2 separate regions of the Gasterosteus aculeatus genome follow, and region 2 is linked to region 1. A link is a contact called in public Hi-C data. All regions are on one chromosome and are shown on one strand. The core of a region is the stretch at or near the end of the contact, and the rest is flanking DNA. Distances in the headings are between cores, read along the strand shown. Region 1 holds the start of znf609b (zinc finger protein 609b). Region 2 overlaps znf609b (zinc finger protein 609b).

Region 1 (4,556 bases), core at 1,838-4,337:
CTAAGGAACTGATTGAGTTAAAAGACTAATTTGTGTATTTTTTACAGCTTATAGCCCCCATTTTTTCTGCGATGTTTAAACCACATATTTATCCAAAAAGTCCTCTAGAAACCAGAACTGTACAATTCAGTTTTTAAAATCTCCTCAATGTATCCAGTATTACTTTATTGACATTAGTGTTCATTGCTGATTAATTCTCTGCCCTTGGTCGATCTCATGTTCGCTAAGAATTATTTCTGCTGGGCTTAATGCATGTTGTTGTCTGCATGACTCTCATCCATTAAGCACTAATGGTAGAAGACCGTTGCTGGTGTTTGCTATTACCATTCAATAAAATAACCCAGAGGGGGAAGAAACCAACGTACGACTCCTCTCCATCTGAATATCGGGACTGTGGCTGTCACCCCCTCGTTCACTCTTTCTCTTCCAATATAATAGACACTCAATAGTTCTTCAATAGTGCCATTGTATAGTGTGGCATGAATTACTTTTTCTTGTAATGCTCAGATAATGTGTTGGATGGCCCCTGTTGTCAATGAAGGACCATGTTTACCATGCCCACCATCTTAAGTAAGCACTTTAGCATTGTAACATTTGCTAATTAACAGACATAAAGAACAACGGAAGACAATGGGAATGTCATTTTGCAGGTATTTTTGAACCAATAAGACCTACACCTACTAAAGTTTGGGGACATGAATGTTTGGACCAAATTTCTTGGCCATCCATCAAAGAGTTGATGCATTTCACACACAAAAAAATCAACATGTCGGTGCAGAGGAAAAGTCGGGGGATCACCTAAGTAATTAAGGAACATCCACAGGGGATAATGAATGGCTGCACCAACTGTCATGGCGAACAATTGGATACTTTTTTAGATATTTCACTGAAAACGAAAAAAGCAAAGGGCGAGTCAGTGAATCAGGAATGCTCCTCTGGGGACCATGCACGTCTTTACAAAATGTCATGGCAACCAATACAATAGTGAGACATCACAGTCCGGACCAAAGTGGCGGGCCAATGAACCGACGGACTGACTGATGGATCCCTAAAGACCCGGCTCTCGAAAACACCAGCAGATGTAAGCGGGAGGAACATCTCACGCTTTGCGGCATATCAGTCTGGAGAAGGGAAATAAATTGAGTCATGGTGAAAAGAATGTGCTATATATGTGAAGGCTGTTTCAATAATACATTGTGTTGTATGATTTGTGTTTGATTTAGTTTATTTTACATAGTGTCACGTTTACAGTATATGTTACTGCCGGTGGGGAATGTGCTGCAGTGCTCTCAGTCGACGCAGATCTTGAATCCAGACATGTGCGAGCGTCTCTTTAAAATGGTTTTCAGGGCTTTACAGCTTATTTTATAGAGTAATGGAAAGATGATCACAGGAATCAAGCCCGCCCCTCTGTGATTCCACATGGCTGGCTGATTAGCCCCTTTTTTCACTAATGGAAAACACATGGCGTCCGCACAGCTTGTTCATTTTCCGTTTTTTTTTTTTTTTGTCAATTTGGTGCAACGCTCGGTAACGAGAGCACTTTGGTTTTGGAGCCTCGGGATTGAAGGGCAGTTGTCGTCAGAAATCTGTCCCCTCCAGGACCCACTTGCCTCCGACTGTTATTTAGCTTTCCAATGGAGCCTGGCGGCTCCCTGGGGGAAGGCACGAGTGTGCCTGCCAGCAGGAATGCATTGGAGGTAGTGGAGGAAGATGGAGGATGGATGGGAGGATGGTGAGTAGCTGCTGCTGCGGCTGCTTTTCCCCCTCTGTGTGAAAACGAGTCCATTAATTCATCCCCCCTCCCCCGCCGCCTCTGCCTCCCCCCTCCAGCCCTCCCTGTGCCTGTTGTCTCTGTTTGCTAGCGAGATGATTCCTTCTGTCATGTCAAAGGCAACATTATCATATTCTTGTTGCCTGGGAAACCAGCGCTGTGAGAGACAACGACTTAAAGCCTTGGCGGTGTTTGAAGCTGGTAAACATGAAAGGTTATCCGTTGAGTCGGAATCCTAACATAAATGAACGGGTCTCGTTGTTGGAGGATTTTTTGATTTTATTTTGCCCGGCGCACTGTTATGCAGAGATATTCTCAGTTCAGGGGAATTAGAACACAGCTGATCCCAACATGTTCAATTTGCCCTGAAGTGTGAGGATCAATTTTTAACCTCAGCATTGTTTTTCTTCTTGTGGAATCGTAGTTTTAAGTGTGTTGACATTAAACAAGATGCAAATTTGATGCGGTTGGAAGCAAGGGAAACCAGCAATTATTTACAGATGGTATCATTAAAGAATGTTTCCTTCAGTGTGTTCATGATTAAATTCAGTCTCTAAACAAAATACAGCATGTAAAAGATTATCTTTCATTAGGGGGTTCATAAATGACTGCCTCAATCAAACCACTTTCTAATAACGAACCATTTATATCTTCTAAGCCTTAAATAACACATTTTATTAGTTGTTATTTACAAGTGTTTGATAATCCTCTATTCTCTCAGTTACATGAATGGATACTAGTATAAACAACGTTAGGGTCTGACCAGGTTTTGACAAATCCCTTTGGCAGATCTTTATCCTGCTTTTCCTTATTTAGTATTCCTTTACTCATTCCTGCTTATACTTTTCATTAAGGGACATTCAAAGCAGGACATTTTGTCCAGTGTGGTATTAGTGGTTTTACTAAGTAGGTAAACAATCAGGAATCCAACACTGTTTGTATCTAATCTAATTCATTTAATTCACTCAATTACTTTTAGATAAATGGTTTTCTTTTTAAACTAATACTTCAGTTTTATTGTTCCTTTTTCATAAATGACATGATTTGATGATATTTGGCAACACCATACCGTATACAGTATACCTCCCTACGTGGTATTTTGAATACTTGTTTTACTTGGAATAGAGTATATTTAGCCAGGGCATTTGTACCTTTGATTCAACAACGGATCTCAGTAGCACTTCCTGCATCACTGCAGTCAAACTAGCTGGTGGGTACTCCTCTCTGACAACAAAACACGCCGAATCCCGATCCATTCCGAGGGGCCGATCCGGTTCCACGTCTTTAAGCCCGGGCGCTCCGCGGAGTGCGGTGACAGTTCAATCCGAGCCGGAGCTCCTCCTCCTGGATTTACCCCCCGCCCCCGCCGCCGCTGGTTGGCTACATTGTATCAGTTCCCACACGAAGAACCACCACGGCACTCATCCACGAACGGCGAATACGGAGGAATTAACCTGGATGGTAAACCGTTCTCTGTGGGATTAATCGACAAAGAAGGTCGCGTAGGGGAGACTGGACTTGTATCGGGCTTGAGACGGGACCGGTAAAAAAAAAAGGGGGGGAAAAATGCCCTCCGGACTCGGGTTGTTTTCGATGAGGACGGTATCTCCAAGTGTGATGGCAGAAGTCCAGTGAATCGCTGGCCTCCCTTCCTCGCTCGTGTTGGATGTCTCGGGGAGTGCGCTGCCACTGGTTTCTGCCGCTTCACATTTCTTTTGAGGTTTTATTCAAATTCACACTCTTGATTTGTCCCTTTTTTTTAATGGAGTGAACGCCACCATGGACAGACCAGGGTTTGGAATAGGAGTGGCTAGCTAAGTCGGTAAGTTACCACCTTTCTTTTCTTCTTCCTCTCCCCCCTCCTCTCATTGTTGATAGTGCTACGAGTCGTTAGCCATTTAACGTTAGCCTTGCGTGCAAAGCGAGCTGGCTAGCTCCAACACGGCGTGCGGCAGCAGCGGGAGAGCTAGCCGAAGCCCGACTGCACTCTGAGCTCATTGTTTCACTCTGCCAGCTAGCGTCAGATTAGCTCGTTGCCCCCCACCCCCCCGCGAGCTAAGTTAGCCTCGTTAGCGCGTTGAAGTTCAACCAACGTACGAGCGTGTGGAACTGCTAGCTAAGTGACGTCACAGCCCCCGCCGCCGCCGCGGCAGCTCGACGCAGTTTAACTCGCCGTCAACGGGCGGCAGCGTCGGTTGTTGTAACGGCCGCGGATCGCCGCGTTTAAACCGGTTCAAGGGTTAATGGAGGAAAAACGCGAGCGAAAGCGGCGGATTCCACCAGTGCTGCGTGTCCACGGTGGGTTCCAAGCTCGGGGGGGGGGGGCGGCTCAGGGGACCCCAGGGCATCCGTTGGGGTGGGGGGGGGGTCTCGAGATAAAGAGAGAGAACCCTTTCATTTCTGCTTTAACTGTTCGCTCCGTTTCAGCAGCATGTGAGAATATGTGTGAAACTGATTATTTGCTGCTCACGTTTCATTTCCGCTGCTGGTTCCACTGTAACAACCCGCTCCTTTCACTTATGACACAGGGGGACAAGATGCCATTAAAATGGTGGATTGTGCTCTTAATACATTTGCTGCCCTTCATCTCCACCTTACTTCAATTAAAGCAATATTATTATTTTTTAAACATTTTTAATATTCTGATAAAATGGCTCCAACTGGCATAATTTCACCATAGTACTCTATATGGATTTGACTAGTAAACGAAAAGGAGACCTGTCATCAATCAGTTGCATTTTAAACGAAGCATTTGTCTAAAATGGGTCGTAAGTTTAGCCGT
Region 2 (4,593 bases), core at 1,519-4,018, 38 kb after region 1:
CGCCACCAGTTAGTCGATTAACCAAATAGTTGATGGATGGAAAATAAATGATCGAACATTTCAGTCCCCTTTTTTTTTTCAAAGCCAAAAATGGCTCTGGGCTTCTTTCTATTTCATCATAGTAAACTGAGTACAAGCCTTTTCAGTTCCCTTCTGTGCTATAGGGCAACCGCTTCGCTCCAAGTTTCCATCGTATCAGCTGTTGCATTAACAAACATTGCAGCAGGAAGCACAAAGGGGCCCATTCACAACGCCAAGGAAGTCTCTCTGGTATTTGACTGTTGGTTGGACGAAACAGGACGGCTTTTTAGCTAATAGTACAAGTAGCAGAAAATACTACAACTAGTACACTATAAAAAGAAAATGAATGATACGAGCTTCCGCTTCAGAGGTCACTTCCAGGCCGCAGTCGAGTCAATTTAGAGGAGAACCCCGCGTGCACCTTTTCCCTCCCGCCGGCTGTCACTCAGAAGGCGGGCTCTGCTGATTCACCGCGGCCGGCCACGTCGTGCACGAGGACGCCGACGAGCGGCCGCTTCGCCGCGGTGACGCTCGCCGCACACATTCACTCGCTCGTCCTCGATCGGCGCTCCTCTCTGTGAACAGTGAATAAGTCTTGAGCTAATATTAAATTTCATCGGGGGACTAATGTTTGGTTTTTCCAAAGCACTTTATTCCTATTCCTCCTGCAGCGATTGATCTGAAACGTGTCACGCGGTGTGATTCATGGCCGTGTTGCTCTCAAATGATTTGATGCATAGGTCACGATCAATCAGTCGCGAATAATTGTTCATTCAAATTGCTTTTTAAAAATGTGTTCAACGTGAGAAATGATTAGCAATTCATGTTTTTACATCTTGAATGGATAAGTATGATTTTTAAATGCCAATCTTTCTCCATCTTCCTGACACTTTATGCTTTTATTCGTTATGTTGTCATTGCTTTGACAAGCTTTTGCTGCTGTTGCAAAGTGGGACTCCGTCTTGCATGATTGCAATGCTTACGAAACCCCCAAACATTGGATGAGTGCCCAGCAAAAAGCAGAAAACGCACACACGCCTAAGTGTTGTCTAAATGTAGCAACGGAGCACTCTCGTGATGTTTGTGTGCGCCTCAATGCAGCTTCAGGCCAAGTGCCGTTAAGGCTAAATCTAGTTTCACCGGTTTTTCATTAATGGACTAACCAAAGCAGGATTCATCATCTGGGAACCACGAATGAAAGTGTTTTTTTTTAATGTAAAGTAAATGTACAGATTCATTTCTTGGGGTCCATTCAATGTTTGACCTGCCTGTGGCGCTAGAGGAACCATCAGGGGATCAGCAGTCGTTGGGATTCATCTTCTGGGGACCATGACACTTCCATCCGATATATGCCGAGATGAATAGTTTGTGTTCTCCACATTCCGCTCAGTTAGGAACACTAAGCGGATTAAATTATTTAAGGGGCGCACAGGCTCATGATCCAATGTGTCAATTATTATTTTGTCGTCTTAGTCTAATTGGATCCAGCGTTGGCGGCGTATCCCCGAGCACCCGGTGCTTTAGACCCAATTAATGAATGTGTGGCGTTGGCCGCGCTTCAATGCCGACCTGCTCTAAACCCGGTGTCACTGCGGCCCTTAAATCACCATCGGTCTCTCCCTCGCCCCCTCCCTCCCTCACCTCGCCCTCTCTTTTTCCGCCCACGCACTTCCTTCCTCCCGTTATCTCCGTTGCGCCCGTCCTCTGCCTCTCTGCCCTTTTCGTTTTTCGTTTCCTGCGTCGGCCACTCTGTCTGTTCATTGCTGTCAGTGTGTCAGAACAGGTGGAATCAATTACTGCCCCCCCCCCCCCCCCCCCCCCACAACCAGCTCCTTAGTTTGGGGAATTAATCAGTGATTGGCCTGTGAGATGATTTGGTGTCACTGGTCTCGCTTGGCGGCTCGCAAAGGGAGGAGGAGGAGGAGGAGGAGGGGGTGTTTGACCAATCCTGCATCGCTAATTCTCTCCTTCCACAATGGCAGTCAAAGCAGTCAACATACCCCCCCCCCCCTCCCCCCACATCACCTCCCCTACCTCTTAACCACCTCTAACGTGGATGAAAGACACAGAAGTGCTGCATCCTTCCGAGTAGGATTGCTTTGGAGGACCAGTAGCGTACCACCATGGCGTCCTCGCGGGCGCCTTTGTTGTGCCCCCCCCCCCCTCCCCCCATGTGACCTCTGTGTGTTTGTCTAGTGGTTCTAAAGCGTCTCATGTTTCTCTCTCTCTTCACAGATGGAATCTCCTGTCTCCACGCCAGCTCCTCCCCCTCTCCACCTCCTGGCCACAGTGGGCAACAGTGAGATCTCCTCGCCGTGTGAGCAGATAATGGTGCGCACGCGCTCGGTGGCCGTCAACACGTCGGACGTGGCCCTGGCCACCGAGCCCGAGTGCTTGGGGCCCTGCGAGCCCGGCACCAGCGTCAACCTGGAAGGCATCGTGTGGCAGGAAACTGAAGACGGTAAGTGGAGCGCTTCAACGCGCCGCTTAGTGGGACGAATGAGCCTTGGATGGTAAAGGGTGTGTGTGTGTGTGGGGGGTTAATGGCTGCATACATGTGGGATGTTTTTCTATTTGCACAGCCAGTGTGGTTGCACGAACACGTCAAAGAGCTATTGGTTTTTTCAAAAGGCTTCACTGAAGCCTCCGTCGTTTAAAGGAATAATCATCCCGCTGTCATTATCGTACATATTTCGCCTGCTCAGACGTAATTGGATCCGCCCTGACCGCCTCAGGAGCTGGTGGTGGTACTAATACGGGCTTTAACAGCCCACACGCTGCACAGCATTGCCAACAAGAATAGTAGTTGGCAGGCAGTTCTAAGGTGGCCTTGGTTTTTTATTTTTGCAGCGGAGCACGCAGACGGGAGTTAGCTGCACAGAGCGATCCGCTCTCAGCAACAACATGCCTCATAACACAAAGCACTTATTTCTGCAAGGCTGCCATTTGGGACGGCAGTTGGCTCCCTTCCTGCAGTGCGGTCCGAGTGAAATCTCAGACTCTCTCAGTCCCGCCCCACCCCCGCTCCCCTTGATCCAAGCCACATTCGTCTCATTTCATTTTAAGATGTATCGCCAGCACTATCAGGTTCTGCTAGGTGTGAGAGGCTTCCTTCCCTCCCTCCCTCCCTCCCCCTCTCTGTCTCTTTCTCTCTCTCTCTCGGTTGTGCATGTGAAATAATAAAAACACAGAATCTTCAAAGCAGCTCTGGCGCGGTCGTCTCTGCAGAGTACAAATCGCCCACACAACCACAGTGCTGCTGGTTGGTTCACTTGGAGGAACCGAACAGAAAAAAAGGGTCCCTGCCTCATAAAACATTCCCAAAGCACAGTCCCTGCTATTGAGACCCCCCCCCGGCCCCCCGGCACCCCCTCTACTCCCCTTTTTTTGTGATTTTTGCTTCCCTGTCCTCCTCTCCATCGCAACCCTTTTTTTTTCTGTTACCAAGCATCCAGCCGGTCGCCCCTTGACTCCGTTTCCAGGCAAACTGGGAGAAGATGAGTGCAAGGCGGGGGGGAGGGGGGGGGGGGGGGGGGGGGGGGTTGGGGTTGGGGCAGATAGACAAGGCTACTTCTGTTGGTGACACAAACATGGCTTAGTGCCAACACCAGTACTATGTTTGTCTCCCTCATTCTCTGCCTCCCACTGAGTGATTGACCCTCCCCCTCCCCCACCGGCTCCCCTCCTCCCCCCCTCCCCCATCCAAGTCTGTCCTCTTGCCTGCACTTGCTCTCTCAAAGCTGCTGTTTTGGCAGAAAGAGGTAGTGGTTTGGCCTGACAGGCTGTGTTTTCTTCTGATTCTACTCTATCCGCCCCGGTTGGGGGGGGGGCTGGTGGGAGCTTTTGAGTGGTTTTAAAGTGGTATGAGGGCAAGGGGGGGGGGGGGGGGGTCGCTCTGCAGGTGTGGCGCGCAGGTTGTTACGGCAATCAGAGTGTTTCCAGCAGCTAACACACTTACCTTTTATATAAAGTTTCTATTTTATAACATCAGGTCTTCACCGTCAGGCTAGAAGATCAAAGCGACATAGTGGACAGCTGGAACTCTGAAGTTGCGTTCCCATGTGGCTCTTTGTTTGAGGAGCATCGCTGACTCGATCAGTTCTTCATAAATCTGCTGGAGCTGAAACGTGTGCCACGGACTCCTCGGCACAAATGTCAGTTTTTTTTGTCCAAAGTGTAGTCGACAGCCCACCGGCTTCCTTTTTAAATGAAAGGGGCCCAGATGCTGCTGACTCTCCCAAACTGCACCGCCTCTCTGCCCCCCCCCCCCCCCTCCCCACCTCCCCTAAGAGACCCATGAAAGCAGACTCCTGTCATTGTGGTGCAACCGAGCAAATGAGAACCAAATGAGGAAATCAAGCACATCCAGGCTGAAGAGCAACAAACAGCCCCCACCTCCGAAGGAACAGCCGAGGCATCCTGATTAGCAGCCCCCTCCCCCACAACCCCTCCGCTCCCACCAACCCCACTTCCCTGCGTGGCAAGTCTCTCCCGTTTAGCATGCCGACCAACAGCTGCCTCATCACCTCCGCCTCCCCTCGGCCTTGTGGGAGTAAATGAACAACCGGCTCC

What was found. Hi-C and Micro-C count contacts between places; a contact is called where the count stands out from the background.
Region 2: a contact with region 1 is called in a Hi-C map of liver, with 1.7 times the contacts expected there. The contact joins the enhancer-like site here to the promoter of znf609b in region 1. A contact is called at or near these places in 4 of 6 Hi-C or Micro-C datasets (liver, skeletal muscle, tail fin and 1 more).

The regions. Positions count from the first base shown.
Region 1 is chr12:20,864,608-20,869,163 of fGasAcu3.hap1.1, forward strand. znf609b (zinc finger protein 609b) reads left to right here and starts at 3,088. Exons shown (of 8, transcript XM_078085661.1): 1 at 3,088-3,596.
Region 2 is chr12:20,902,788-20,907,380 of fGasAcu3.hap1.1, forward strand. It overlaps znf609b (zinc finger protein 609b), which reads left to right. Exons shown (of 8, transcript XM_078085661.1): 3 at 2,257-2,482. Among protein-coding and RNA genes, the nearest start is that of gramd2aa, 23 kb to the right of the region's middle. Within about 2 kb of position 2,769, at least 6 of the 9 cell types and tissues checked have open chromatin away from gene starts, as enhancers often do. A contact at or near this core is called in liver, where this site is marked.